7 separate regions of the Mus musculus genome follow, and regions 1, 2, 3, 5, 6 and 7 are each linked to region 4. Evidence: chromatin contacts called from public Hi-C, HiCAR-type, HiChIP or PLAC-seq and promoter capture Hi-C data. All regions are on one chromosome and are shown on one strand. The core of a region is the stretch at or near the end of the contact, and the rest is flanking DNA. Distances in the headings are between cores, read along the strand shown.

The links. Promoter capture Hi-C pulls out the DNA fragments that hold promoters and counts their contacts. Hi-C and Micro-C count contacts between places; a contact is called where the count stands out from the background. HiCAR-type assays count read pairs that join an accessible place to other places. HiChIP or PLAC-seq counts read pairs in DNA pulled down with a chosen protein or histone mark. Capture Hi-C pulls out chosen DNA fragments and counts their contacts.
Region 1: a promoter capture Hi-C map of pre-B cells shows a contact between it and region 4, with 10 times the contacts expected there. The contact joins the promoter of Ppp3r1 here to the promoter of Meis1 in region 4. A contact is called at or near these places in 4 of 39 promoter capture datasets (hippocampal neurons, liver and pre-B cells), 2 of 484 Hi-C or Micro-C datasets (muscle stem cells and rod photoreceptor), 3 of 115 datasets of contacts at active chromatin or transcription factors (acute myeloid leukemia, astrocytes and cardiomyocytes) and 2 of 9 other capture datasets (adipose tissue and liver).
Region 2: a contact with region 4 is called in an H3K4me3 HiChIP or PLAC-seq map of neural tube, with 10 times the contacts expected there. The contact joins the enhancer-like site here to the promoter of Meis1 in region 4. A contact is called at or near these places in 9 of 39 promoter capture datasets (the 3T3-L1 cell line, the C10 cell line, cranial neural crest and 5 more), 2 of 115 datasets of contacts at active chromatin or transcription factors (forebrain and neural tube) and 1 of 9 other capture datasets (embryonic stem cells).
Region 3: a Hi-C map of uterus shows a contact between it and region 4, with 3 times the contacts expected there. The contact joins the enhancer-like site here to the promoter of Meis1 in region 4. A contact is called at or near these places in 2 of 39 promoter capture datasets (hippocampal neurons and maxillary cranial neural crest), 1 of 484 Hi-C or Micro-C datasets (uterus) and 1 of 9 other capture datasets (embryonic stem cells).
Region 5: a promoter capture Hi-C map of liver shows a contact between it and region 4, with 10 times the contacts expected there. The contact joins the promoter of C1d here to the promoter of Meis1 in region 4. A contact is called at or near these places in 12 of 39 promoter capture datasets (the 3T3-L1 cell line, the C10 cell line, HPC-7-derived erythroid cells and 8 more), 5 of 484 Hi-C or Micro-C datasets (embryonic fibroblasts, embryonic stem cells, liver and 2 more), 14 of 115 datasets of contacts at active chromatin or transcription factors (the NIH/3T3 cell line, acute myeloid leukemia, astrocytes and 11 more) and 3 of 9 other capture datasets (embryonic stem cells, liver and macrophages).
Region 6: a contact with region 4 is called in a HiCAR-type map of astrocytes, with 5 times the contacts expected there. The contact joins the enhancer-like site here to the promoter of Meis1 in region 4. A contact is called at or near these places in 5 of 39 promoter capture datasets (cranial neural crest, hippocampal neurons, liver and 2 more), 4 of 115 datasets of contacts at active chromatin or transcription factors (astrocytes, embryonic limb bud, forebrain and 1 more) and 3 of 9 other capture datasets (adipose tissue, embryonic stem cells and liver).
Region 7: a contact with region 4 is called in a promoter capture Hi-C map of liver, with 5 times the contacts expected there. The contact joins the promoter of Pno1 here to the promoter of Meis1 in region 4. A contact is called at or near these places in 6 of 39 promoter capture datasets (3T3-L1-derived adipocytes, embryonic stem cells, hippocampal neurons and 2 more), 1 of 484 Hi-C or Micro-C datasets (muscle stem cells), 12 of 115 datasets of contacts at active chromatin or transcription factors (the NIH/3T3 cell line, acute myeloid leukemia, astrocytes and 8 more) and 2 of 9 other capture datasets (embryonic stem cells and liver).

Annotation. Positions count from the first base shown.
Region 1 is chr11:17,156,963-17,160,660 of GRCm38.p6, reverse strand. It overlaps Ppp3r1 (protein phosphatase 3, regulatory subunit B, alpha isoform (calcineurin B, type I)), which reads right to left and starts at 1,363. Exons shown (of 6, transcript NM_024459.2): 1 at 1,119-1,363. The coding sequence starts at 1,121.
Region 2 is chr11:17,628,635-17,632,467 of GRCm38.p6, reverse strand. No RefSeq gene overlaps it. Among named protein-coding and RNA genes, the nearest start is that of Gm31268, 310 kb to the right of the region's middle. Within about 2 kb of position 2,442, at least 13 of the 459 cell types and tissues checked have an H3K27ac peak or open chromatin away from gene starts, as enhancers often do. A contact at or near this core is called in neural tube, where this site is marked.
Region 3 is chr11:17,602,124-17,606,042 of GRCm38.p6, reverse strand. No RefSeq gene overlaps it. Among named protein-coding and RNA genes, the nearest start is that of Gm31268, 280 kb to the right of the region's middle. Within about 2 kb of position 2,107, at least 6 of the 459 cell types and tissues checked have an H3K27ac peak or open chromatin away from gene starts, as enhancers often do. A contact at or near this core is called in uterus, where this site is marked.
Region 4 is chr11:19,017,588-19,021,738 of GRCm38.p6, reverse strand. Meis1 (Meis homeobox 1) reads left to right here and starts at 2,770. Exons shown (of 12, transcript NM_010789.3): 1 at 2,770-3,518. The coding sequence starts at 3,507. It overlaps Gm16141 (a long non-coding RNA gene), which reads right to left. Exons shown (of 3, transcript XR_381070.4): 3 at 3,409-4,151.
Region 5 is chr11:17,255,741-17,259,381 of GRCm38.p6, reverse strand. C1d (C1D nuclear receptor co-repressor) reads right to left here and starts at 1,835. Exons shown (of 5, transcript NM_020558.4): 1 at 1,724-1,835.
Region 6 is chr11:17,420,072-17,424,133 of GRCm38.p6, reverse strand. No RefSeq gene overlaps it. Among named protein-coding and RNA genes, the nearest start is that of Gm31268, 97 kb to the right of the region's middle. Within about 2 kb of position 2,038, at least 2 of the 459 cell types and tissues checked have an H3K27ac peak or open chromatin away from gene starts, as enhancers often do. A contact at or near this core is called in astrocytes, where this site is marked.
Region 7 is chr11:17,210,251-17,214,182 of GRCm38.p6, reverse strand. Pno1 (partner of NOB1 homolog) reads left to right here and starts at 2,594. Exons shown (of 7, transcript NM_025443.2): 1 at 2,594-2,870; 2 at 3,046-3,195. The coding sequence starts at 2,676. Wdr92 (WD repeat domain 92) reads right to left here and starts at 2,290. Exons shown (of 8, transcript NM_178909.4): 1 at 2,037-2,290. The coding sequence starts at 2,219.

The DNA of each region.
Region 1 (3,698 bases), core at 114-2,613, 1.9 Mb after region 4:
CTGAAAAGATGTTTACAGTAAGTGTCACAATCCCGTATCCTGTTTAACTAAATGACATATAACTCGCAGTGCAGCTATGTTTGTCTGTGAACACAATTCTTGATTGCAAAGACGAAACGGAGGCCCAGTGAAGCTACAGAACCAGTAAGGTAACAAGCTAAAGGCGTCATAGATTTCTTGGCTATGGTGACAGGCAGGAGGCACACCCCTAGCGTCAGCCAGAAATACTACATGGTGAATTCCACCTACGGATTAATAGGAAAGTAAGGAAGGGAAAATTTAAATCGCCATCGTTCAAAAACAACTACCACAAGCACCGGAAAAACAGAAATAAAAATACTAAGAAAATATTAACAAACCAATATGAGCATTTCTCTAGGCCCGGTGTCTTAGCTAATATACACGCTGGCCCTTTCATGTTCACCAACGCAGAGAAAAGCGGCCTCGGGAAAAAAAAAAATCCCCTACGGTTGCAAACAGCAGAGAGATAAATGCGAAAACGAGCGAAGAAGGCAAGAAAGTGGAAGGATCCCTGCCAAGGCTCGCTGCTGGAAAATGCGGAGTGAGTGGGAGGAAGCACAACTCTGGAGAAGTGGGTCTTACATAAAGCGCCATTTGCCGCACACTATCATTTCCACCGGATTTCAGAAAACCCAACCTGGAAACCCATCTGGGGGCGGAAAGTGGGTTTCACGTGGAGGAGGGTAGCGAGGGCGCAGCCCCCCGGGACCGGGGTTCAGAAAAGGCCGAACGAGCCAGACAGGCGACGGGGCCGGGGTTGCGCGGAGGCCCACGGGCTTAGGAGCCCGGGGGCGGCGGCTCTGTGGGCGCCCGGAGGCCCAGGGTCGTGCGGAGGGCGGGGGCGGCGAATCTCGGGGAGCGCGGAGACGTCCGGCGTTTGCAGGGGGCCGGGGGGCGCGCGGAGGCCCGGAGGAGGCGCGCAGGGGCTGGGGGGCTTGCAAGGGCCTTGCAGCGGCCCGGGAGCGCGCAGAGCCGGGGGCCGCGCAAGTAGCCGAGGACTTGAAACCCAGCACCTGCACCCTCCAGGCCTCTGGAATTTTCTATCCGAGAGGACGCCCCGGGCCCTCCCTCGCGCGACCGGGGAACCGAGGTCTCACCATCTTGCTCGGCGGGCGGCGCTGGCGGCGGCTGTAGGATCCTCGGGACGCGGCGACGGCGGCTTTGCTGTCCGGCGCCGGGCGGGGTGCAACGGGGCCTGGGCCCGGAGCGAGGCGGGCGGAGTCCCGGTTGGAGATGCGTCGGCGGGAGGAGAGGGTTGCAGCCTCACGCTCACAGGCGGCCCCGACTCGTTGCAGCGGCTCGCGCTGACCGCAACCTCAAGGCACGGAACAGGGCGCGCAGAGGGCGGAGCGAGCGCGGGGCGGGGCGGGGCGGAGCCTGCGGGAGGCTGACATCCGGGAACCCGCGCCCTGCCGTGCACACGCTCTCCAACCGGATTGCTCGCAGAGCCCCGCTAGCGCTCCGCCAGCGCTTTTTGCGTACCGTGCGCCGGGGGACATGGAGATGGGGGGGCAGACGTCTTGACGTTGGGAGAGCCGCGCTTCCTGTCATGTGACCGAAGGAAGGCCGGCAGGAGGAAGACTCCTGGGAGGAGAAAATGGGGAGAATGACAGGACCTGCCACAGGGCTGTGTCGCTCTTGGGGGGTGACACCATGTCACTATGGCGAGGCACGGGCAAGTCTACACTGTGGAGTCAAGCGCGCAGTTGGAAAAATAGGAGAAGCAAAGCTAGCTGCAGCTTAGGTCCTGGGAGCCACTGACAAGAGTGGGGGATTGCTTCCCACTCCAACAGACACTACCTCTAGGTTGCCCTGCAGCTGGTGCAGAAAGAAGCCTTTAAGAGAAATACTACGAGACAGACTGCCCTGTTGTCCATGTAGTAAGGGTATGTCCGTAATGGTGGCAGTTGCCTTACTATAGAAGTGAAACTACAGTAGGTAATAAAGTCCATGGAAAGAAGTTATATTTAAGAGGAAAAGATAAGTTGGTAGGAGAGATGTGATAAAGATAACGTATTTATGTTATTTATTTTAGTCAGGTTTTGAATAGATAGAAAATAAAGGTCAGGGTATGTCCTGCTCTACCTGTTTCATCTTCTGTAAGTGTAGATTATTTTTTAGCTTTTGAGAGACGAGCTTTGACTCCACTTTGAGGATGGGGGATGCCTGCACCGGAGGGGACACGAATGCTACTTACCATGTATCCAGTTCCACTCACAGACTGAAAATGCCTTATAGCTTGGCGTTGAAAGGGTGGCACCCTATGAATTTATCAGGGTAAACTGTAACAGCGCATAGGTTTGTTACAATTGTTTGGGAAACCAGGCACAAGAACGTGGTAGGCACATCATACCAAGAAAAGGGTGCAACGTCCTCACCTGGACTCCATAAAGAGATAGACATCTAGCACTGTGATGGCAACAACCCCTACCAATCTATCATCCGACCATCCTGATAGGCAAAGAACACTTGACTGCCCCTGAGGCTTGAACTCAGTTAAGTCCTCACTGTTGACAAGGTTTGGTCAACTGTCCATCTTTCTATTCCTCCAGCTGTACCATCCATCCATCCCTTCATCTGGACCTACATTTGGCTCTTAGGCCTCTACAGCTGAACTCAACTCTATAGCTTCCCATTTAAACCATTGACACTCCCAACAGCCTGCTCCAGCATCTTTCCTAAAGCCAAGGTGTTTATTTAGTATCAAAACAAACTACATTTCTGATGGCCAGGCAGTGGGGTTGCATGCCTTTAATCCCAGTACTTGTAAGAGAGAAGCAGGCAGATCTCTGTGAGTTCAAGGCCAGCCTGGTATTCAAAGTGAGTCCAGGACAGCAAGGACTCTGTTACACAGAGAAACCCTGTCTCAACAAACAAACAAAAAAACCTACATGTCTATCATACCAATAAAACCTTGTGAACTCTGTTGTGTCCTCTTGCTTTTTGCAGCTGTTCTGTAATTGATGTTTATACAGATATATTTATTGCATGATCTGAGAGTAGATGATATGATTACAAGATAAGCCTGAGTGTTTGCCTCAGCAATATTTGGCAGATAACTGCCATTGAAACCACAAAGTCTGATGAATTTTTTTCAATAAATGAAGACCTTGTGGAAAGACACAAATGTGTTTGTCTCTATTTCTGGCACAGTATGTTAATGATTGTACTGGCTGGTTTTCTGTGTCAACTTAACACAAGCTGGAGTTATCACAGAGAAAGGAGTTTCAGTTGGGGAAGTGCTTCCATGAGATCTAGCTGTGGGGCATTTTCTCAATTAGTGATCAAGGGGGAAGGGCCCCTTGTGGGTAGGACCATCTCTGGCCTGGTAGTCTTGAGTTCTATAAGAGAGCAGGCTGAGCAAGCCAAGGGTGGCAAACCAGTAAAGAACATCCCTCCATGGCCTCTGCATCAGCTCCTGCTTCCTGACCTGCTTGAGTTCCAGTCCTGACTTCCTTGGTGATGAACAGCAGTATGGAAGTGTAAGCTGAATAAACCCTTTTCTCCCCAACTTGCTTCTTGGTCATGATATTTGTGAAGGAATAGAAACTGACTAAGACAAATTGGTACCAGGAGTGGGGTATTCCTGTGACAACCTGACCATGTTTTGGGGGAGGACTGTGGAAGGACTTTGGAATTTTGGGCCAGAAGATCTGTTCGGTGTTATGAGCTCTGTC
Region 2 (3,833 bases), core at 1,193-3,692, 1.4 Mb after region 4:
CTGGGCTGCATCCCTAGCCCAGGAGAAAGATTCATCTACATACCACTGCTGCTGTGGTTTCTACCTGGACCAATTCAAAATAAAATGTCTATGAGTGATCAGCTTCTACAAAAATTGATGGCAAGCTACATGCTCTAAGAGAGTCTAAGAACAATACCACTTTGATGGCTTCAAAGGCACCTCTAGTCATGCCAGGCTTCAGTTTAACAATAAGTACTATAATAAGCACCTAAGAAGGTTTTCCTTATCGTTTGGATTCTGGATCACTAACGATCTGTACTCTGTATCGATGATTCAAATAGCAGCAGCAACAGTAACACTAAGAGCCAGACAACACGTGGAAAGGAACTTTTCTCTGCCTTCCTACCCTCCTGGTTCCTTCAAGCTTCAGGCTTCAGCTGTCAGCTTTGTACAATAATGAAAAATTATGCTGCTGCCCTGAGAAATGTGGCTATTATATTTATTCTCATCGTCTTCTGGAAGGAAGTTCACATATGTACACATGACTGTTAGTATCATGATTAGAAAACTGACCTTTGAAAGAAGACCAGAATCTTGGTCAGTGAGCAATCTGAAGACTAGAATCCTTAAACTTTTGTATGTGGAGACCCTTTAATACCATTCTGATTCTCCTCAAGGCATTTTGTTCCAGTTTGTGACTTTTTCCTGACTTCTTGTCCATTCAGAAACTATTTTTAATATTTTCTGCTTCAGTCTAAATCCTGTTTTAGAATCTTGGGACATTGCACCTTCCAAAACGGAAAGAAATCAATAATAAGCAGGTTGACCAGTTGGCTCAGGTCTTAGTCAGGGTTTCTATTCCTGCACAAACATCATGACCAAGAGACAAGTTGGGGAGGAAAATGTTTATTCAGCTTACATTTCCATACTGCTGTTTATCACTAAAGGAAGTCAGGACTGGAACTCAAGCCACTCAGGAAGCAGGAGCTGATGCAGAGGCCAAGGAAGGATGTTCTTTACTGGCTTGCCTCCCCTGGCTTGCTCAGCCTGCTCTCTTATAGAACCAAGACTGCCAGCCCAGAGATGGTCCCACCCACAAGGGGACCTCCCTCCTTGATCACTAATTGAGAAAATGCCTTACAGCTGGATCTCGTGGAGCCATTTCCCCAACTAAAGCTCCTTTCTCTGCGATAACTCCAGCTGTGTCAAGTTGACACAAAACTAGCCAGCTCATTACTTGATATATAGCAATTTCAAATAGAATGGTTAGGAAAGTTATTGTTGAGGGGATTTTATTTCAGAAATCTGAGAGAGACTGAAAGACTGGAGTACAGGGGAGATGAGGAATACAAAATCTTTGTCTTTTCACCCTAACACCCTCTTCTGATAAACTGTAGCTATAGTTATTATCGGCTTCTATCTGATTTAAGAAATATTTGCTTTAGAGACTTGATGAAAATGCTCATGCGGTGTCAGACATGTATTCCAAACTTGTGAATATAAGTACAGCAAGGGGCTACAGTGAAATCTGCTTTATTCTAAAAGTCTGCTGCTAGCTATATTGCTACCATTAATGTTTGAAAAAAAACACTTAATAAACAAATTGAGGGAAAAAAAGGTAAATGGAGATATTTAAGACAACCTTGAAAATTTATATGAATAATGGAGGAAAAGTTCAAGTCCAAACCACCTTGATAGTAGGAATCCTCTTACTGTCAACACTTACAAAGCTCGTTTTATTATTGAAATGCAAGGGGGCATGTGCATGGGAATTGTAGCATTCCATGATTCAGTCAAACTCTTCAGTTGACATCAGTTTAATTTCTTTTTCTTAATTCCCCAACCCTGTTTCTACTTCAATATCTTGTAATTTAAATGGAGGTGGTAATGCTAATACCTGTCCTGGAGGGTGGGCTGCAAGTGTGGAATGAAATAACAGATTCCCATCTGTTATTTCACTAGCAGCAACTCCTAGCCTAGTTAATAAATGTGATTATTATTATGGGGTTTTTTTGGTTATTGTTTTATTATAGATTCTTCTTCCACTTCTCACCCTAGGAAAAAATTCTACCAAGATCTGAGCAAACTGGAGCTGTGCTCTTAGGGACATGATTTATTTGTCATGGTCCCTAATGAGGAATTTTGTTCTGAACCCTTTTGAAACATCTGTTGCACTTCAACTGGGAAAGTAGAAAGAACAGGAAAATAATAGCATTTGGGGGGAAGTGAAAAGCATCTGCTCATTTTAAAAAGGACATGGTGAGGTAGAGTGGGTGGATGAAGCTGAGGAGGGGACGAGGGAGGGAGGGAGGGAGGGAGGGAGGGAGGGAGGGAGAGAGAGAGAGAGAGAGAGAGAGAGAGAGAGAGAGAGAGAGAGAGAGAGAGAGAGAGAGAGAGCTACATGTTTTTATAGTGAGCCCTTGATCACAGAAGTCCCAGTCTGCCTGGTGCTGAGGAAGCTGTGTGATTAATGTTCATATGCAGCTGCACAGCTGCTTGGAGCACTGACTCCAAATCCCAGTGCCCCTCCACTAGGTCAGCACTTTCCTTGGTGGATGCTGAGAAGTGACTTTCTGTGTGAGTCTCCTCTCTCACACTCCCTCCCTTGGGTCAGCCTTTGTTTCTAGGAAAGTAGGAAGAAATGGTCCATGAAGATTCTTCTGCCTTAAAACAAAACAAAACAAACCTGTATTCAGGGGGGGAAAAACAAGTAGCACACTGGCAGAAGGCAAAGAGGAGCTGTGTATGTGGCCAGCCTTTCCTGTGTCTGTGAGAAACAGCTGGCCAGGGGGAATGTGCACTGAGAGGCCTGAGAGGCCAATGCAGAGAAGGAAAGTCTTCAAGGAAAGAAAACATATTTCAGTAGCCTCACAGGTTCCTGATACTTTTGAATGACTTTCCACAGGACATTTTCATTTGGATAGAAGAAGTCTTTTCTCGAGCAGAATAAAAAGCTGACGACCCCACCTCCCCTCTAAGCATCACCTCCCTAGGGGTCACCGCCCTAGGCGTCCCCTCTCTAGGCATCATCTCCATAGGTGTCACCTCCCTAGACAAGACCTCCCTAGGCATCACCTCTCTAGGCATCATCTCCATAGGTGTCACCTCCCTAGACAAGACCTCCCTAGGCATCACCTCTCTAGGCATCATCTCCATAGGTGTCACCTCCCTAGACAAGACCTCCCTAGGCATCACCTACACACACACACACACACACACACACACACACACACACACACACACCACACATGTACCCACCCACACACGTTTTAAGATTCCATCTCATGACATTCCAGATGCCCATCATAAAGAACACCAATAACAACAAATGTCTTTGCAGATGTGTAGAAAGGAATCTTTATACACTGTTGGTGGGAGTGAAAACTTGTAGAGCCACTTTGGAACTCAGTTTGGAGGTTTCTGAAACAAATGAGCAACATAAATAAATAAATTAAATAAATAAATAAATAAATAAATAAATAAATAAATAAATACTACCATATGAACCAACTATAGCACTCCTGGGTGGACACAGCTTAGATATCTTTCACTTGATCGGTGAATAATGAAGATGTAGTACACAAATGGAATACTGTTCACCTGCAAGAAAAAGTGAAAATTTCAGGGAAATGGATGGAGGTGAAATAGATATTCTGGGTGAGGTAACTCAAGTCCCAAAGGCAAATGCTATGTTTTCTCTCATGTGAAGACATTAGTCCTGACTCTTTAGTTCAGTGTGTCTAATACATAATATTTGTGGAATCCAGAAAGCAAGAAAGGGAACAGGGGAGGAGAGAAGAATATAGGGTAGGAGGGGGAAGGGAGGGGTTATCTTAAGGGAGAGAGATGAAACAGTATAACATAGGTAGAGG
Region 3 (3,919 bases), core at 858-3,357, 1.4 Mb after region 4:
AAAGTAATGTCATCATTTATCTTGTCCCTCCCTGTGACCCAGTGATATGTCACAGTTATCTAGTTGGCTCTCCCTATGAGCCAGTGGAATGCCATTTTCCCTGATTTCCCAGTTTTTGAGATTGCCTCACATTGTTGCAGGTGATAGCTGCAACACTGGCTTAGTTAGGATTTCATTGCGAGGAAGAGACACCATGACCATGGCAGCTCTTATATAAAGGAGATGTTTAATTGAGGCTTAGCCCGAGGTTCAGTCAACTGTCATCATGATGGGGAAGCATGGTATCATGCAAGCAGACATGGTGTTGAAAGTTCTATATCTGGATCCACAGGCAGCAGAAAATGACAGTGGCCAAGCTTGAGCTTCCGAGACCTCAAATCCCAAGCCCTAGTGACATATGCCTTCCAATACAGCCACTGCTACTCCAGCATGGCCACATCTCCTAATAGTGCCACTCTCTATGAGCCTATGAGGGCCATTTTAATTTAAACCACCACAGACAATGTTTCTCAGAAAAGGGAAGAGAATACAAACCAACTATTTTAAAACCCTGCACACAGACTCCACCATTGGGTTCCCAGAAACATTGTGGCCTACTCTCAATCTTCCATTTAAGCTGACTAATTAATAAGAAATTTGATTGGAGACAGTAAGGGAGGGGAAACATATAACCAGAAAATCTCAGAAAACCTGATAATACAAAGTCCAAAGATCAGACCAAGTCTCCGAAGAAAAGACAAAGGCAAGGACCTCAAGCCGGATAGAAAGTACAATGAGATGGGGTAAAGGGAAATGGGAAAGGGTATGTATGCCTGCTGAACACAGGCTAAGAGCTTCAGGGGCAGTGCTCAGGGCTGGTTCTGGAATGATGACCATGTGTGGTCATGGCATGAGAAGTAGCTGTATATGTTTTTTGTTTGTTTTTTGCTTGTTTGTTTTTTGTTTTGTTTTTTTTAAATTCTTACACAGGGCTGACTTTTAAAATGAAACAGAGTTTTTCTGGGTTATTTCTCTAAATTACCCTTATGTTAAAAGATGTATTTTGTTGCAAACTATATCTAGCTTGTGCATACTCTTTTTGAGTCTTCCTGGGAGGGTCACTGACATATCAAGGGCAATCTTCATTAATAGTTTTAAAATTATGAGCAAACTAGAGGCCTGATTAATTCTGCCACTTTACAGGAAACACAGAGTTTTATCTAATATCTATGAACTCTAATTTGGATAACACACATAGAGGTGAAGCTGAAGCAGGCATAACTACAGAGCTTTGTTCAATTGGTAAAGGCACATATATATCATATAGTATAGTTCAATATATGTTTTATAATGTATTTTAAATATAGTGTAATATAGACTATATTAAATATAAAATGTATTATATTATCTATTATAAATATATAGTAAACATATTATATTTATAAGTATATTTATAAATATAAAGGACCCCATGTCTCAGAGCTCCTTTCTGTGCTACAGCACCTTGTCAAATATGGTCTCAGCAGAAAAAAGAAGGCTTGATGCTGTCACACTTACTGTAAGAGTCTGAGAGTGCCCTCTTGAACCCATGAAAATATCCCTGCCCAGGCTGTGTCTGTGCGGGACAAAATCTAAGTGGCCCTGCAAAGAAATGTTTACAGCTCCCTGAGATCTAACACTTATTCACTTAAGCATTTATCATACATCTGCTAGTACATCTTAGCTTTGGCCTCTAAGCACTACTATATGCTGGGAACACTAAACCACACCAGCATCTATATAAATGGTAAGGAGGCTGCCACTTGAACACAGACATCCTGACGGAATTGGCTAGGATTGACTCTAAAAGCTCCACAGCACATTAGTTAAGATCCAAGTTGGGATCTGAATTTTAAGAGGCCACCCACTGCTACTTCAACATTCTATAAAACCTCCCCTTTCTCCTGTGTTGTGTGTGTGTGTGTGTGTGTGTGTGTGTGTGTGTGTGTATGTGTGTGTGCACGCGCACACACACATTTGTGGATTTGGGAGCAATGAGGAGAAATTGAAGCCATAGTTGACAACATAGGAAGCCTTCAGATGTGCCACAGCTGCTGCATCTGGCATTAATCCCACAACCAAGGAATTCTGGAACAACACATTTTCAAGAAGTCCATTTTCTCAGTGCACGTCAGTGTCTCAGAATGCTCTCTTGGAGAGCAAAGTCAATCCTAGGTCACTCTTTCAATGTAGTCTCCTTTCAACTAAATCTTACTTTCAAGAAAATCCCTGCTATGGCTCACTGGTGTTTAACCTATCATATAATATCCGGGTTTACTGTGTTAGAAGAAGCAGAGCTATATTGTGCTTTTCCCACAAGCCTGTGATTGCATTTGACCTAGTAACCTGTATTAGATTAACATTTATTCTACAACGGCACAGCAAGCCCTGTACCTTTGTGAGCTGCAGTTTATAGAGGACACTAACCATTTTTACAAGTGGAACAGGAAAAGAGAATTGAATCTGAGGGAGTAATTCCAAGCAAGTATGTTGCTGCAGCCATTAAACTGTTTATATGAGGAGTAGGGGAATTACTTCTGACTGACCCCTCTTTTTATCTGCTTAAGAGACAAAGTGCAGGTCTCTGTAGCCAGGATGGTCTCCACTTAATTCATCTTAAAGCCTATAGGAGCCAGAGGGCTCTGCTGGCCACCAATGAGGAGTGGCTTCAAAAGCAAGGCAGCCTTTGCCTTTGCCTGATTTCCAGTCAACCCCTTGCAGATCCCTCCAGGTCAAGAGCAACAGAAAAGAAACACGAGTTCAAAATGACAATAGGCTTTTCTATCATGGGTATGTGATGGAATGGCCTCTTGATTTTCATTGGCCTCAGCACAGTATGCTGTGGTTTCATTAAGGGATATGTCATGCCTTAATTAAGACTGAAGAATGGTAACACGGGATCAGATGAGTCATGTTTCAGGGGAAAGTCTCCCTTCCCCCCAAAATAAGTACCCGGAAATAAAACTCAGAACTGCCTGAGCCTCCAGCCAACCTAACAATAGAAAAAGGTCACCTCACATTACACAGTATCGCCGGGCGGTGGTGGCACATGCCTGTAATCCCAACACTTGGGAGGCAGAGGCAGGCGGATTTCTGAGTTCAAGGCAAGCCTGGTCTACAAAGTGAGTTCCAGGACAGTCAGGACTATACAGAGAAACCTGTCTCAAAAAACCAAAACCAAAACCAAAACCAAAACCAAAACCAAAAACAAAAACAAAAACAAAAACAAAATCAAAAAAACAGAAACAAAACCAAAACAAAACAAAAAACAAACAAACATTACACAGTATCATGCAAAGAAATACAACTTATTCTTCCAGTGAACACCCAGTTCACCAACATACCCACCTTCATAACTAGGGAGGGTCCCACCAAGGAATCAGAAGGGAAGCTGCATCCAAATTATGGGTTCATCCAAGAAGGAATAATTGTATCTTGAAGTGAAGCGAACAGCAGATCAACAACAGGAAAATAATGATATTCTCACACTTGGAAATTACTCAACGCTATTTCCTCTCCAGATCCATGTTACCGCATCACCCCCCTTGAAAAAGAAGTAATTTCATTCAGTTCTTTCAGAATTCCAGAATTTTCTCTTTTCTTCACTTAATTTGTTAATTTGATCGCCATGCTGTGTGTGGAATCCTCAGTGTACATTCCTGCTAACTAGCATAGTTTAAAAAATACAATTTTTAATTGAAAAATATAGTTACCCAGCTCATCCCCAGGTGTGATGAAACAGCTGATGAAGATGAAGTACTAATTTTACCTCAACTCAGAGAGGGTACTAATGAATACTCTCAGCAGAGGAGCATAGTTCTAGAACCAATTTAAAAGTCTATTAAGGAAGTTTCAACTAAGACTTAAGTACAGCTCCTTAAACTGAGCAATACAAGTGGAG
Region 4 (4,151 bases), core at 1,521-4,020:
TTGTAAACATAGCCATGCCCACTGTGGTGTCTGGATTGAGTGTCCTGCCCCCCCCTCACCCCCGTGGGAATTTCACCGGTGCTCTGTAGGCCTCTTGGGGTGATGACACTCACACCCTGCAAGACCCAGCAGCGGTGGACCGCCACTCAGGTTTGGGCCGCATTGGTCTGGAGCTGGGGAAGGGCTTTTAGGCTGTCTGTCCAGCTCAGTAGGTTCTATAATCCGCGGAGAAGTGGCTGTTTGGCCCAGCCAGATCAGCTTCCTTAAACTTGGCGGGGAAATCTCCTTCCAGTGAGCAGGAGGTAATTCAAGGCTCTTCCATGCCTGTTTTTGACGCACAAGTCTGTATTAATCTTCTAAATGATACACGGGGCGTTTGTGCAAGAAAAGAGCACAAGGATGTGATGGGGAAACTAAAAGCTTCAAACTTGAGCGTCAAAACAAAAAGGACACAGAGAGGAGACACAGAGGCACATGATGAGGGGTCGTGGGGCCTTTTATTGTTTTAAACAGTCGGATCTCTTTCGAGGCAAAGCCCATTGAAGGTTTGGGGTGAACATATGTCAACCTTCAGGTGTTCGTTGTTGGGGGCGGAGTGCTGGGCTGGAGGCCCGCACGCCTTGTCTGCTAGGCTTATCCCACGCGCACTGCCGCTGGTGTGAACTAGCCCGGCGCTGACTCGTGCAGACTGCTAAAAGCTGTCTTAGGAGGCTCCGTTGCTCGATAGAACCTGATTCCAAATCTAGGTTCTAATGTTTACCCTGTATCCCCTGTTCCGTAGACACCCTCTCAATAGAAACTTGAATACTGGCTGAAGAATGGAAACAGGTCTGTGACTTTGAACCTAAGAGTTGGCTTCAGTACCTTTCAGAGATGCTAAACCTTTTCCAAACAATCTCCGCGTGAAGGAAGCCTCCCTAGTCTTTCTCAGAACTCTCCTCAAAACCTTCCCCGGCCCCTGGGGTGAGGGTTCGGTCCGCAGCTGGCGGTGGGATGGGGGCGGGGGCGTTGGGAGCGTAGGCTGGCTGCTTTGGGGGAGAGAGCCTTTTGGCCACCTTCAGGGCGGGAATCCGGAATGGCAGTTTGCATTCCCAGCAGATCGAAGCTCCCTGCTGATCGATTATTTGATAATTGATTTTCCCCGCAGCCAATGCGCGGCTGCCTGGGCGGGGACGCCTTCCGATTGGTGGAGCTCTCTCCACGGCTGCCTACCGAGATTTGGGTGAGCTCATTTTCCAGTCGACCGCAGGGGGAGTTTTCTGCGAGGTTTCAGCTGGGGGGTGAGGGGAATCCTCTCCGAGCCCAGCGAGCTGAGAGCCCTGCCTGGGATGTGAGGTTTCCAGCTGCTCCGAGAGCTACTGTGACTGAGCAATCTAAGCCACGAGAGCCGGGCGCAGAAACATAAAGAGTAAAATAACCCCCACTAGATAGAGTAGCTGAAGAGTGAGAATAAAAAGACTCAAAAAACAATTTTAAGTCCAGGGTGTGGTATTTCAAGAGAGAAAGTTAAAAACCACTGGCTGGTTGGAGACTTTAAGTTGTGGGCAGGGTCAGCTTTTGTCTGAAATCTCAGCTTCCGAAGTGGATTTCTTTTTCTCTGGAACTGGGAGCTTTCACGGGGCTGGGTTCGGAGATAGACAAATTGAGAGATGGAGGTCTGGGAGGCCGGCTCCGGGCGTCGCCGCTGAAAGAGCTGGGGGTGGGGGGTGGGAGGGAGCGCAGCGTCTCCAGGCCCGAGCAAGGCCGAGGCTGGAGCCCCTCGGCGTCGCCCAGACAAAGGCAGCCCCAGCCGCAGCGCAGCGGAGCTCTGCAGCTTCGCCGCGCCCCGGGCGCACGGCTAAACTTGCCGGTAGCGCAATCGAGAAAGAGCCTCGGGTCCCGGGGCTCCCAGGCCCCGGCCGCCCGCAAGGTCTGGCTGCTTGGTGCCCGCGTTGAGTTTCGTTCTCCAGCGGTCATAAATAGCTCGGTGTTTGTAAACAAGCGCTGGGGGCACATTCCCGGCGCTCGGCTCATTGTTCCCTCCCTTCCTCCCTCACTTCGCGCGGCGGCTGGGGCTGAGGGCTGCAAGAGAGGAGGTGGGGACGTCCGGACTCAAAGTGACAAAATGCAAGCATTTCCTTTCCTCCGGCCCTACGTCCACTTCTGACAGCGGGGGGAGAAAAAAAAATAAAGAAAGAAAGAAAAAACCCAAACCAAAAGAAAAAAAAGAAAAGAAAAGAAAACCTCTAAGCTGAGTCTGCAGAACGCCCGGGCGACCGCTACCCCACGTTCTCAGGACTCTCGAGCGGAACCTTTTCCAGTCCAGTTCCAGCTCCTCTTCTTGCTCTGGCTTTGACTTTTCTCCTCCGGGAGTCTAGCAGAGAATCCAGTACTTTTGGCATCACCCCCACCCCGAAAAATACTGGCAGACCCCAATAATTTCGAGGAAAGTCTTGAAGTCTTTCATGAGCGGAGCCCTGAGCGAATTAACTCCGGCATCTGCCTGCCCTACGTTTATTCCCGATTTATTTCAAGCGTCCGCTTTGGGAAGAGAGGCTGGAAGGGGACGTAAAGCCGGCGGGTTGGGAGCTGCAGCCTGTATTTGTGTGCATGTGCCCTGGGTGTGTGGTGTTAGTGCCTGGGCGTGCGAATTTGTGGAGTGTCTTTCTGCCTCTCCAGTGCGGCCAGAGCTCGCTTCGCGCACCCACCCCTGCCGAGGAGCCTACTTGCTGCAGCCCAATGCATTGTGTAAGACGCGACCTGTTATGGCCACCACTACTTCCGGGTTCTAGCATTCTGGTCGGAATCCACCTCTCCGCCTGTGCAACACACACTTTACACACGCACGGCGACTGCAAGCGGGCAGCATCGATCGTGGCTCCTTTAAGACAAACTCAGACAGACATTTTTTTAACCCTCCTCTCTAATCTCCCTTCAGTGCAGCAGTTGCAAAGAGGGAGAGAGAAAGAGAAAGAGAGCGAGAGAAGAGAGAAACTGATTAGGAATTAGGACTGATTCAAGGAAAGCGGGCGCTAGGGCTTTGTGCATTTGAATATTAACATTTGAGGTGTTCTGACCAGAAGAAGACAGAACGGACGATCATTCATTCACCACGTTGACAACCTCGCCTGTGATTGACAGCTGGAGTGGCAGAAAGCCATGAGATTTGGTAGTTGGGTCTGAGGGGCGCTCTTTTTTTTTTTTCTTTTTCTTTTCTTTTCTTTCTTTTTTTTTAAACTGATTTTTTTGGGGGGGAGAGAAGATCTGCTTTTTTTTTCCCCTCCCACTGCTGTCTTGGTGGAACCAGAGCGCTTTTATGCTCAGCGACGCGGGCGCCTTGCTTCAGGTCCGGTAGACCGAAGATCTGGGACCAGTAATTCACACTGCTGGAGACGCAAAGGGATTTTTTTTTGTTATTGTTGTGCTTTATTTTTTTTTCCGGGGGAGTTTGCATATTTGTTTCTTTTCACACTGGCCTTAAAGAGGATATATTAGAAGTTGAAGTAGGAAGGGAGCCAGAGAGGCCGATGGCGCAAAGGGTACGTATTAAAAGCAATTGTGGAAGTCAAATGTGAGATTAAATTGAAACGTGGCTGAAAGACACTGCTACTAAGTTTCCTCTTTTCTTTCTCTCTTTTTGAATGAGGATCCTAAAGCCGCGGCCTAAATCGACAGTTTTACTTAATGCGTTTGCAGCCTTATGCATGTTTCTTGTGGTTAATTCAAGTGATCAAGTTGTCTATAGATTCCTAGCCAACAGCTATATAAATAAAAATACAAGCTCAAGGAATCACCTGTTTTAAAAGATAAAAAAGACAAGGGGGAAGATGCTTCATATCCAGTGCTGTAATTTAAGCATTTAGGGACCAAAAGTTTAAAGCTATGTTTAATGAAAATGAACAGCTGAGAACTTTTGCCTCATTATCGATTATATTCATCTTCAGTATCAGTAGAAATGGGGAGCATTTTCCGCTAAGTAATGTCCTGGTGCAGTGAATTTTTGGTTGGAAAAACATTCCTTTTATAAAAGTAATTTTAATTTGCATGGGATTTTATGCAAGATAATAAGTTTGTAGATTTTTTCCTTAGCTAAGTTCTGTACTAGTTAGATACTAAATACAGAGCTCTCACTTTTAAAATGCAATACTAATTTCCCCAATATTCCTATTTGA
Region 5 (3,641 bases), core at 586-3,085, 1.8 Mb after region 4:
AAAAACAGCATCGCTGGGCTTCTACGTACACACATAAGCACATACACTCACATGAGAACACACACCTGCATGAAACCACACATAAACACACAAAAATACATGTGCAAAAGTCTAGCAATAAAAATTATATAAATTACAAGGCTGGAGAGATGGCTCAGCAGTTAAGAGCACTTCTCATCTTCCAGAGAACCCAAGCTTGGTTTCCAGCAGCCAGTTTGGGCAGCTCACAACCATCTGTAAGTCCAGCTCCACTGGGTCCTCTGGCCTCTGCTGACACCCACACACATGTGACAAATACACAGAAAGAGACATGAGCACAAACACATGAATAAATAGAAACATTTTAAAGTACATAAATTACAAGGACCTGTTAAGACTGGAGCCACACCAGAATCAACTTCTAATTTAATGCTTACTTCAACATGTTTTCAAAATGAAAGAAAGAAAGCAGCAAAAACTATCTTCTCAAAAATGTGGGGCTTGTTTTTACAATTACCTCTAAAGTAATAATAATACATAAGGTTGTGATGTAGACAAAATAAATATCAATAAAACTCTTAAAGCTATACTCCATTAGTAGAATGCTCAAAGTACTAGTTCATAATATTAGTTATTATTTAAGAAAGTGGAAATAACAAAGAGGTAATCCACTGTAGACTATTCAGAGCCATACATGAAGAGTCAAATGCTTGCAAACAAGTGCTACTGTTTACCCATAGAACTTTTCAAAGTTAAAAACAAGAGAAAACTGCATCCCTATAGGTACCGGAAAGCATCCACAACATCTCTGATTTGGGAATTTCACTTCTATTACTAGAAAACAACAAAAACTGTTCACACTGTCATCTTATCTTGTAACAAAACAATTCAGTCTATCAATTCCACCATCCAGAAGTAGTTTTCTAAAGTTCAATAAGGATAGCTGTCATTTATAAATAAAAACTAACGTTGATACTTAGTTCTGTCTACTCTTAGTCCAAACAGGTTAATAATTACACCACAGACATCTCACCAGGGCAAATACACCTTTTCCAAGCCAAAACTAAATTGTAGTCAACACATTTTAAGTCATTAACGCTATCTTCCAACAGAAATTTGAGCCACGATGAAATTTTCCCAGATGACACTGAAAAATTCCTCTTAATACAATCCGCTACAGCAGAAAGCTGCCGGCCCGGCCCGGTTTCCCACGCCTTTAATCCTAACACCTAAGAGAGGGAGGCTGATCTCGGAGTTCGAGGCCAGCCTGTTCTACAGATCGAGTTCCAGGACAGCCAGGGCTATACTGAGAAACTGTGTCTCGGAAAAGAAAAAGTAAAATTAAGGAAACCCTTGTTTCAAAAGGGCTAACACTGCCACCGCAAGCATTCCGACCTTGGGCGGAACAGGAAGGGCTGCACGCAAAGTTACTTTTTCCACCTTCCATTTTGTCTCCGTTTAGATTTGGAATCAGCTAGAAGCTGATGGCGTTGGGTGTTTTACTTGTCGCTTTTCAACCTCTGAAAGGCAACGTTAACAGTGGCAGCGAAATGAAGACGGTATTGACAGAGAAACTAAAGGCCAAAGCAAAGCCCGAGAGCCGCCACTGCAGGGACTACGCTAGAAGCGAGCAGTCCCGCTCGGCTCCTCCCAGTCGGCCACAGGACGGACGTGATCCCGGGGTGCGGGAAAAGAGACTGTGACGGGAGCACGACAAGCACCCGAACGCGGTTCTGCACAATACCTCAATACCGTGGACGCCTGTCTCCGGGAAATAGGTCGCACGATGATGACGCCATGACACGGCTTCTGCCTGCCGCCCGTGCGTCTCTCCCGGTCGTGCGCGTGCGCACTTCAGTCCCGAGGCTTGCCCCGCCTCTGTCCATCCAGGAGCTAAGTGCAGTGGTCTGTCTGTCTGTCTGTCTGTCTTTCTTTCTTTCTTCTGTCTGTCTGTCTGTCTTTCTTTCTTTCCTTCTTTCCTTCCTTCCTTCCTTCCTCCCTCCCTCCCTCCCCCCTCTCTCTCTTTCTCTTTTTGACACATTTTTTAATTAACTATTTATTTACATTCCAGGCGTTACCCCCCTCCCGGTCCCCCACCCAGTTCCTCACACCATTCTGCTCCCCATCATCTATCTCCCCATCCCCCATTATTGGGGCCTCAAGACCCTTGGGAATTGGACCCATCTTCTCCAACTGAAGCCAGACTAAGCAGACCTCTGCTACATAGGTCCCAGGAGGCTGGGGAATGGGTGGCACTTGGCTCAGCCCATGTATGCTGCCTGGTTGTTGGCTCAGCCTCTGGGAGCCCCCCGGGGTCCGGGTTGGTTGAGACTGCTGATCTTCCTATGGGGTCACCCTCCCCTTCAGCTCCTTCAACCCTTCCTCTAATCCAACCGTAGGGGTCTCTAACCTCAGTCCGACAATGGTTGGGTGTAAGTATCTGCCTCTTTCTCAATCAGCTGTTGGTAGAGCCTCTCAGAGTGGACAGCCATGCTAGGCAAAGAACTTAAAGGTCTCCCGCCAAGGTGGCAAGATTGGAGTCGAAGGCCCTGGCATTTTGTCTAGATTAGGCTTCTTCAAACTGAATGTTCCTTACACCTTTGTCCATTTCTTTGCTTTGATGGAAGTTGGGTCCCTCCGGACCAAACTGTGCACCTCAGATTAATCTTTGGAGGGGCTTCCCTAATATAGTGCCCGATACCTGGTTAGGTGATAGTTATGAAAAATAGTTTCAAAAATTAAATGAGGGTGTGAAGATATGAAAAGTACAAGTTCATATTTTGTGTTGTTTTTGTTTTTGAATGGGTCTCACTGTGTGATATAGCTGACCTTGAATTCAGGATTATCAGTACTAGGGTTACAGGCCGTGCCATCATTCCTAACTGTGTTCGATAGTTTTATGTCAACTTGGCACAGGTCTCCTGAGTGGAAGGAATCTCAATTAAGAAAATGCCCCATAAGGTCAGGTTGTAGGCAGTCCTGCAAGGCATATCATTAGTGATTGACAGGGGAGGGCCCAGCCAATTATGCATGGTGCCATCCTGGACTGGTGGTCCTAGGCTGTCATAAGAAAGTAGGTTGGGCAAGCCATGAGCTCCTGCCTCCAGGTTCCTGTCCTGTTTGAGTCCCTGCCTTTACTTCCTTAGGCAAGAGCGGTAATATGGAAGAGTAAGCCCTAACCCCTTCCTTCCCCAACTTGCTTTTTGGTTATGGTGTTTCCCTGCCACAATAGAAGCCCTAAAACACTAACAAGGTTTTTTTTTTTTTAATATGTATGTATGTATGATGTTTGTTGTTGTTCTTCTTCTTCCTTCTCCTTCTCCTTCTCCTCCTTCTCCTTCTCTTTCTGCTTCTTCCAAACTGTGCCACCATTCCTAACTTACGTTTTTCGCTTTTTTTTTTTTTTTTTTTTTTTGGTTTTTTTGAGACAGGGTTTCTCTGTGTAGCCCTGGCTGTCCTGGAACTCACTTTGTAGACCAGGCTGGCCTCAAACTCAGAAATTCGCCTGCCTCTGCCTCCCGAGTGCTGGGATTAAAGGCGTGTGCCACCACGCCCGGCGTAACTTACGTTTTTTATTTATTTTTTAAATCTCTGTGTGTATGCCTGCAAGTGCATGTGAACATGCCCTACAAAGGCCAATAAAGAGAACTGGATCCCCTGGA
Region 6 (4,062 bases), core at 789-3,288, 1.6 Mb after region 4:
AAAGTCTAGTTGGCCCAGGGAAAGCCAGATCAATTCCATAAGACTCTGATTAGACATAACAGAGAAGAAACAATGCTTTCCTCTGATATGTGAAAAAACCACTTGCTCTCCATCTATTAACAGCCCCAAAACCTGGTGCAATTGGTTCTCATAGCCACCACATTCTCATAGCATAGCATTGCCATGATAACAAGCAAACCAGATCAAAGGGGACCCTTGAATAGTGGTATCTTCCTAACAGTTGCCTGATGGAGAAGGGAAGTCACATAAATATTTGCTCTTGTATCAGCACAATAAAAATATTGAGCTGAACCATGAAAGATAGAACTGGAGGGCTACATGGCTCACTTGGAGCTATAACTCATGCCTAGATATTATGAAAATGGTTTCATTGCACTGAATTATTTTTTACCCTCTCTTCAAAAAATTACTACTTATCAGCATCACAGAGACCAAACTAAAACCCCTCCACCTTTTCTTCTCTTCTAATATAATCCCTCCGTTTGACTGGAAATTTAAGAAAATGGAACATTTCATTATTCCAGTTTGCATGGCATTTTTGAAGCTAAAACTGTCATCTCTAGCAAGCACTCAGAGGACAGTGTATAGGTATTTGATCGCTTCTAGAATTTTCTCAAATTCTTCAGAATACCTGAGGAGCCACTTGGTGTTCAGGACTCCTACTGGACCAGATTTGGGAGTTGTGATAAGAATGGAATCTTTGTAAACCAGTGGTTTTTGATTGTTTCAAAGAACAGTTTCTTTAGGTTTTATTTTTCATAAGCTATTAACTGTCTGTCAGAGTTAATGAGTGGAAAAGACAAAACTAGATGAAATGAGAATTATATATTCATGACTAGCCTAGTGAGGCCTTTTTTTCCTAATGCCCATGTTTAATTCTCACTAGCAGATCAAGGCAAACAACATCTCCTGAGAACCTTGCAGACTACAAGTGGCAATCATATGACAGATGTGTCCAGGCTGTCTACCTCTACTCTGTGGTGTTGCCTGGTGCATCTTTGGAGCTCAGCAGCCTGAGCAAGACTATTCCTAATGCAAGCATTTCTGACCTTAATAGGACCTTGTACAGTGTCCCTCTAAGGAGTCTACCCTCTGCAAACATCTATAAAATATTTACCCCACCCAGATATTGATAGTTAACAAAAGAGGCTCTCTCAATGCTCTATGGCAGAGATGGTAGATTCAGTCTCACTATCTACATATCCTCCTATATATCTCAACTCATCTTCAGTTAAGAAGGCCAATGCGATGAGCAGGTCTAATTTCAACTGATAATTGTGAGCCCAGAAGTTCTGATGCCTTACTGAATAAAGGGGAATGAAATGTGCTCCTGGTGGCATAGCTATAAGATCTGAACAGCCCAGTTAGAGACTTTGGAAAGCAGCTTTCTGTAGAACCAAAGGCCATATTAGCAGAATCTACATATGCAAGAAATAAGCTTTATTTCATGCTTTGGATTCCTCGAAGACACAGCATATCCCAGCCCATCTCCCCCTGTATATTTTTGAACTGTCTTTTTTTCATATAAAATTTTTATATTAGGCCTCTAAATTTATTGTGGACTAAAGAATGGCAAGAAATGGTTCAACATGAAAAAGAATCTCCCTCAAGTTTTCTCATGCAAATGCAATGATTTCATTTCATTTCATTTCATTTAATTTTTTCTTAAAAGAAAAGTTAGGAAAGAGGATGAGATGTGACCTTACCATATTACACTCTGGATCTGCCATTTTCACTTAGTTACCTCTTTGTCCTGACCTTGAAGTAGGGAAGACTACTATCTATTGGAAATGGTAAATAGCTGTAGTACACATACAAAATAGTCAATAGAGACAGTGATCATGACTGGTAAAGCAATCACAGAAAAGAGTCAGCTACCACACGGTAAGGGACAGCAGCTTTCTAGTCCAGAGAAACTTTCCTGTTGCAGAAAATGCCTGGTTAATTCAAATTCTGTCCTCAGTTACATGGAGACTGAACTAGAAAGTGGCAGACTTCTCTTTTCTTGGCACCAATGACTCACTGCATCTTTCCCTGCCAAAGACCAGCCTCAGCTTGAAGAGGGGTTCCCAAGAGAAGGGGTGTTTGAGACTAGTGAAAAAACAACTGGAATTCAAATCATGGGTCCAAGCTGATGGCCTGAGTGCTGCTCAAGATGGTTCCCTAGCCAGCTTTCTGAAGATAGCTCTTGGCTCTGTAAACTGCTAGAGACAGCTCCCACTGCTAGAAACTGTTCTCTCATGCTAGAAAAAAAAATCTAAATGCTCTCTGGATAGCTCATGGGTTTTCTGATTGGAGATAAAATGAAAGAAAGAAAGAAAGAAAGAAAGAAAGAAAGAAAGAAAGAAAGAAAGAAAGAAAGAAAGAAAGAAAGAAAGAAAGAAAGAGAAAAAGCTGCTTGAAAAAAATTCCTGGATTTTCTGACTAAATTAGAAATCCTGTTAGAAAAATTCTAAAAGTAGTTCTTGAGTTTTCCAATCAAAATAAAAAAGCCAGGAAAAAAATTCTAAAAGAGTTGTGTTCACTCTCAAAGCACTTCCCTCTGGATAGTTGCTAGAAAACATTCTACAAGGGCAGTGTTTACTCTTCAGACATCTTTTTCTAGATATCTTCATACAGCTCAACTAGATAGTTCAGCTCTCACAAAGGCCCAGTCTTTTATTTACATATCAATTCAGTCATTTACTCCAGGTTCCCTTTTGACTATCCCACAAAACAGTACTCCATGACCCCAGCCCCCTGATTCTTAGAAAAAGATATCAAGCACATTTTTAATGTTGCAAAGGAATTTAGGGATCTGTCTACCTTTGTAATCACAGAAAATAAATGTAGCTGGATGGGATCCTGTCCTGAATTAACATTCCTATCATGCCTTGACCAAAATTCTCTCTATCCCAGGCAAACCTTAAACTTGGGAGTCTGCCTGCCTTTGTGTCTTTCTGGCAAGCTGGCTAACAGTGCAGCTGACTCTTTTCTTTTAGGCCTGGGAAGCCCTCATATAATTCATATTGCATCCTTGTATTCTGCATAATTGAGAAATTACATTTTTGAGCTCATGTTTTCAGAGTTCTTTCCCACAGCCCTAAGGGCTGTCCTGAAGATCTCAGTGTTTACTATTTTTTTCTAAGAACATAGAGACACCTTTCCCGCCCAGATTCTGTGCTGTCTCAGATTACCATGGAGTCATTAACCTTAACAGGGATAACATTCTCAAAAGGAGGAACACAAAAATAGGTACATTATTATACAACCAACCTTTACCCTCATAACGACCATGGGGAATCTCACACCCTACTGGCTCTGTTCCAGGGACCGGAACCATGTCATATCATCCCTTGGATGACAAAACCAGACTCAGCATTTTCTCTCTTCAAATTCATCTTCAGAAGAAGAGCAAGTGAGACAGTTACAATGCTTCAGGAATATGCATGAGTCAATGCTATGACATTAAATAACATGAAAATTATATTTAAACCTTCTCTTCCAGAATCGTATTGCCTGCTTACCAAGATCATGTTCTAAAGGATTGAGTTTTTCTTTTTTGTCTTTTAACTAGTCTTTTTTTTTTTTCAATTTTTTAAATTTTTTGTTTTGCTTTGTTTTGTTTTGTTTTTTGAGACAGGGTTTCTCTGTATAGCCCTGGCTGTCCTGGAACTCACTCTAACTAATCTTTTAAAAAGAAGAAAACAATAAAATGTTTGTGGCCAAAAGTATATTTTAATGAAGTAACTGAGTGTTAACAATATGATTTAATGGGCAAAAAACATGGAGTAATTCTCATATAGGATAGTAATTAACTCTGCCCTACATTTAGACTGCAATATGAAGTCATGAGAGAAACTCATATTGCCTTTGGGTCTCCAAAGAAATGTTTCCCAGACCTTTCTGTCACTAGATAGCTAGAGATGTGCAATAGTTTTACTTTCCACTTGGGTTCAGTTTGGGATTGCCTCTGATGGTCTCACATTCAGCTACCAGAAAGACCATGGAAGGAGTGCTTCCTTTTTTTCTTCTCCTGAGTATTATGATGTTCTTTAGAGA
Region 7 (3,932 bases), core at 1,345-3,844, 1.8 Mb after region 4:
AAGTAGACCTTCGAAGTTGTTGCCCCCGTGGTTCAGATTACGTATTACAATTTCTTTTGTAGCCCTAGTTACATTTCCTACATGCTCTTTTAGAAACACATATTACTTTCACTAAGAATAAATAAATGAATAAATAAAACTTTGCTAGGATTCTTCAGAAATTAGAAGAGATGAAAACCATTTCACTTCAAATAACTATTACTAAACAGAATTAAAAAATTGTAATTCTTGGGAAAGCAAAAGACCACAAGCCTATTCAAGCTTTCTGGCTGAGGGCTGACTGGCATTTGCTCCTCACGTTTCACTTTAAAGTTTCTGTTAGGCCAATGTCTCCCGTGTTCAGAGTCCTTACCCCACACACTGACTGGCAATCCCTCCACCAGTATTTAAAACTGAGTTCCAAGTTCATTCAGACTCCATTCTTTTAATAAATGTGTACTGAGTGGCTGGTCCTTACAAAGAACAGGAGAAGACCCTGCCCTTGCTCTCCAGCTTACTATCTAGAAATGAGACAGACTGTTTACTTCTGGCACAGATGGTCAGTATTATAGGAGTGGAATGTACTGAAAGGTTCCTTGAGCAGAGATCAGAAGGGGCTTCCTAAATCAGATAATCTGAACTGGCCACTGGACCAGCAACAGATGAAGGACATAAGGCAAGGCAGGAAGGATCAATCTATGTTTAGAATCTCCAAGTCCAATACCTGGCTATAGAGTAGGAACTAAACCGGAAAACAGGCTCTCAGCAAAGTTCAGGGAAGGACTGTGCTCCACATACCTTGCCCTGCAAGCTTATCTATCCTCTACCTTCCCTAACCTCTTATCAGCTCTCAACACCTCCGTGTGGCTGCAATTTGTTCCATTCAACTCAAATAGAAACATTTTAAATACTGTAACGAACTATAAAACTGTTACTTTGCCACAACTCAGCACTGTGGCAGGAGACCTGAACCCCAGCCCATTGAGAGCCTTGTTTGAGGATTATCAGTTTGAGGCCAGCTGAGTAACATAGAAAACACACACACACACACACACAAAAGGAAGAAAGGAAGGGAGGGAAGGAGGGATAAAGAAAATGTCAATTATTGTCCCCATTCTGTAATTGGCTCACTGGCAGCTGGATACGAAACCTGTAATCTAGTCTTGCATTATCCGCCTAAAAGTCCTTCAGTGGTGTCCTGTTTTCCTTAAAGCAAAATGAAGGACAAATCTGTGGAATGTCTTACATATCTTGCAATGGTCATTACTTATCCCTTATGAATGTGTATTTTATTTTATTTTACGGGGGTTGTGGTTGTTGCAGATAGGGTTTCAAACTGAAATTCTCCTGCTGTTTTCTCTTGATTGCCGTGAGTAAAGGTGTGCAACACCACTTCTAGCTCGTGTTTTTCTTTTTTAAAAAGATAATAAACTACCTTCCACCATTATCACTGAGCTTTCTCACATGCTGTTTTTTGTAAGAAACTTCATACTCTACTCTAAATTTGCTTTAGTTAGTTTCTACTCGTCCTGCATCTGTTTTTACTTTTATAGACCTGCACATTAGAAAACTCATCTTGATGAGTTTACATGTATGTATGCATTCTTGGTCTGGCTGTTGGACTGTCTCCCCCAACAGAAAATAAACTCCATGATATAGCTGGCATTGCAATTCCCATGCCTGGGACTATCAGGCATTGAACTGACACTTCTTGAAAGGATGTGGTATTTACTAGTTCGTCATCAACTTTGTTGTAGGTATCCCGGTGCCTCCTTTGGTTTTGCTTGTATGAAATGTGGGTTTATTGCATATATCTACTAGTAGACTACGACAACTGCTAACAGCCTATAAGGTCCAAGAACGTTGCCACGAAATGTTAACTTCACTTCCCAGAAACCTTGCAACGGACTGCACGGAGGATGGTGGGAGGAAGAGGCTGCAGTGAGAGCCTAGTTTGAAGTATTTCTCAATCTGTCACCTCCTTTCTGTTTCTGCTGGAGCATTGAGGAATCAGACCCTAGATCACGCAAACCCAAACGGTCCAAGCCTGCACCCACCTCCCGCAGCAGCTTGAGGTCCCCGCGCTGGATCTCGTACACCTGGATAACGCCGGTGCCCCGGGCAAAGTTGCCCATCGTCACGAATTTGGCACTGCAGGGCACCCATTTGCTGTCGAACACTGTGTAGTTGAGGCCCTTTTGAATGTGGACAATGATCTGAGGCTTCTCGAAGGTGGACATGGTGTAGATGCAACCAAACGCTAACTTGGTAACCAGACTGCAAACAGATCAGGGGCAGTTTGTCCCTCCCTAGCCGCATTCTACCCGGAAGCCTTAGCAAGTTGGGCTTGGATGCCTCCGAAAATGCCGTGTGAGCTACTGAGACCGCAACAGATGCTTCTCCACACATGGCACAAGCTAATTTACTGCCGTTACCACAACGACTTTACATAGACACAGTAAAGACTGTGAATGCTTCGGCTGCGAGCGTATGAGGGCACGGAGACATTAGCAAACAGGCATATCCCAGGACAGCAATTCCGAAACGCGGACCAATCCAGCCTTAGGCCCCTGGCATGGACCCCGCCTAGGAAAAGGGGTGGTGTCTTCAAATCGATTGGTGGAGGCTGGCGCATGCGCTGTACAACCACGCACGTGTTCCTCTAGTCGTACTTGCCGGGATTGATCTTGGCCGAGATGGAGACGCAAAGCACCGGAACGGAGGACGGCTTTACTCCCGTCACGCACAGAGGGGGCCGCCGGGCGAAGAAACGACAGGCTGAGCAGTCGTCAGCGGCGGGACAGGATGGAGAAGCCGGACGCATGGACACGGAGGAGGCGCGGCCGGCGAAGAGGCCGGTCTTCCCGCCGCTCTCCGGGGATCAGCTCCTGGTGGGGATCAGGACGGGACGGGACGGGGCGGGGCGGGGCCCGGGCGTCCAGGTGAAAGGGTCGGTTCTCGGTTTTGTTTTGTTTTGTTGTTTTGGGGGGTTTGTTTGTTTGTTTGTTTTTTCGCCTAGGCCCGCATCTCTCAGTCGCCTCCTGAGTGTGTATGTTTTTATTGCAGACTGGGAAAGAAGAAACGAGGAAAATTCCCGTCCCAGGTAACAGATACACACCGTTGAAAGAAAACTGGATGAAGATATTTACTCCGATTGTAGAACATTTGGGACTTCAGATACGCTTTAACCTGAAATCAAGGAATGTAGAAATCAGGGTAAGGAAGAGGGTAGCCATTTCGTAGCCTACCATTTCGTAGTTTCAGCCTTAATAAAAGTAGACAATGATACACGGTAGTGCCTAAACAAGTGGTAATTGTAGGTACTTTCTTCAGTGTAAGTGCTCTTTTTGGAGGAAACGTGTGCCACTTAGAAAAAAATGTAAATTAATTCCTTTATTTTTTTTTCAGTAGATCTTCGGTGTCAGTGCCAAATTAATTTTCCCATATCACAATGCTTTTATTATGGTATTCTAGCCTCCTCGGCATTCCTAAGGGATAAAGGCCAGACACTTGACTAAGCCTGCCTTTCAAGTAGGAGACCCAGTTGTGTTTGTTTCCCTTTTTTTTGTTTTTTTTTGTTTTTGGTTTTTTTTTCCCCTGCCAGTATCTTTGGTGGCTCTGGTCTCTGGAGAAGGCCACTTTCTCTGCTGTCTTCTTACTTCAGTTCCAGTCAGCTTTCAAGAGAACTCAAGCTCTCTTCAGAAGTTTATACATTTCTGTTCTACTTTAGCTGCCTTGTTTACTGCAGGGTCATTGGTTTGTGTTCTTAGTATTTGCTGATACCATATATCAGATGCACAGTGATAGCTTAACGTATACCACATCATTTGTTCCTTAAGGTATGACATAGATGATATACACCCATAGACATGAGAGTGCTGGAGGATTAGGCAGGGGTGAGAAAACTTAAATCCTAGATGTTCATGGGACTTGCCGAGAGTCATACATAGGGT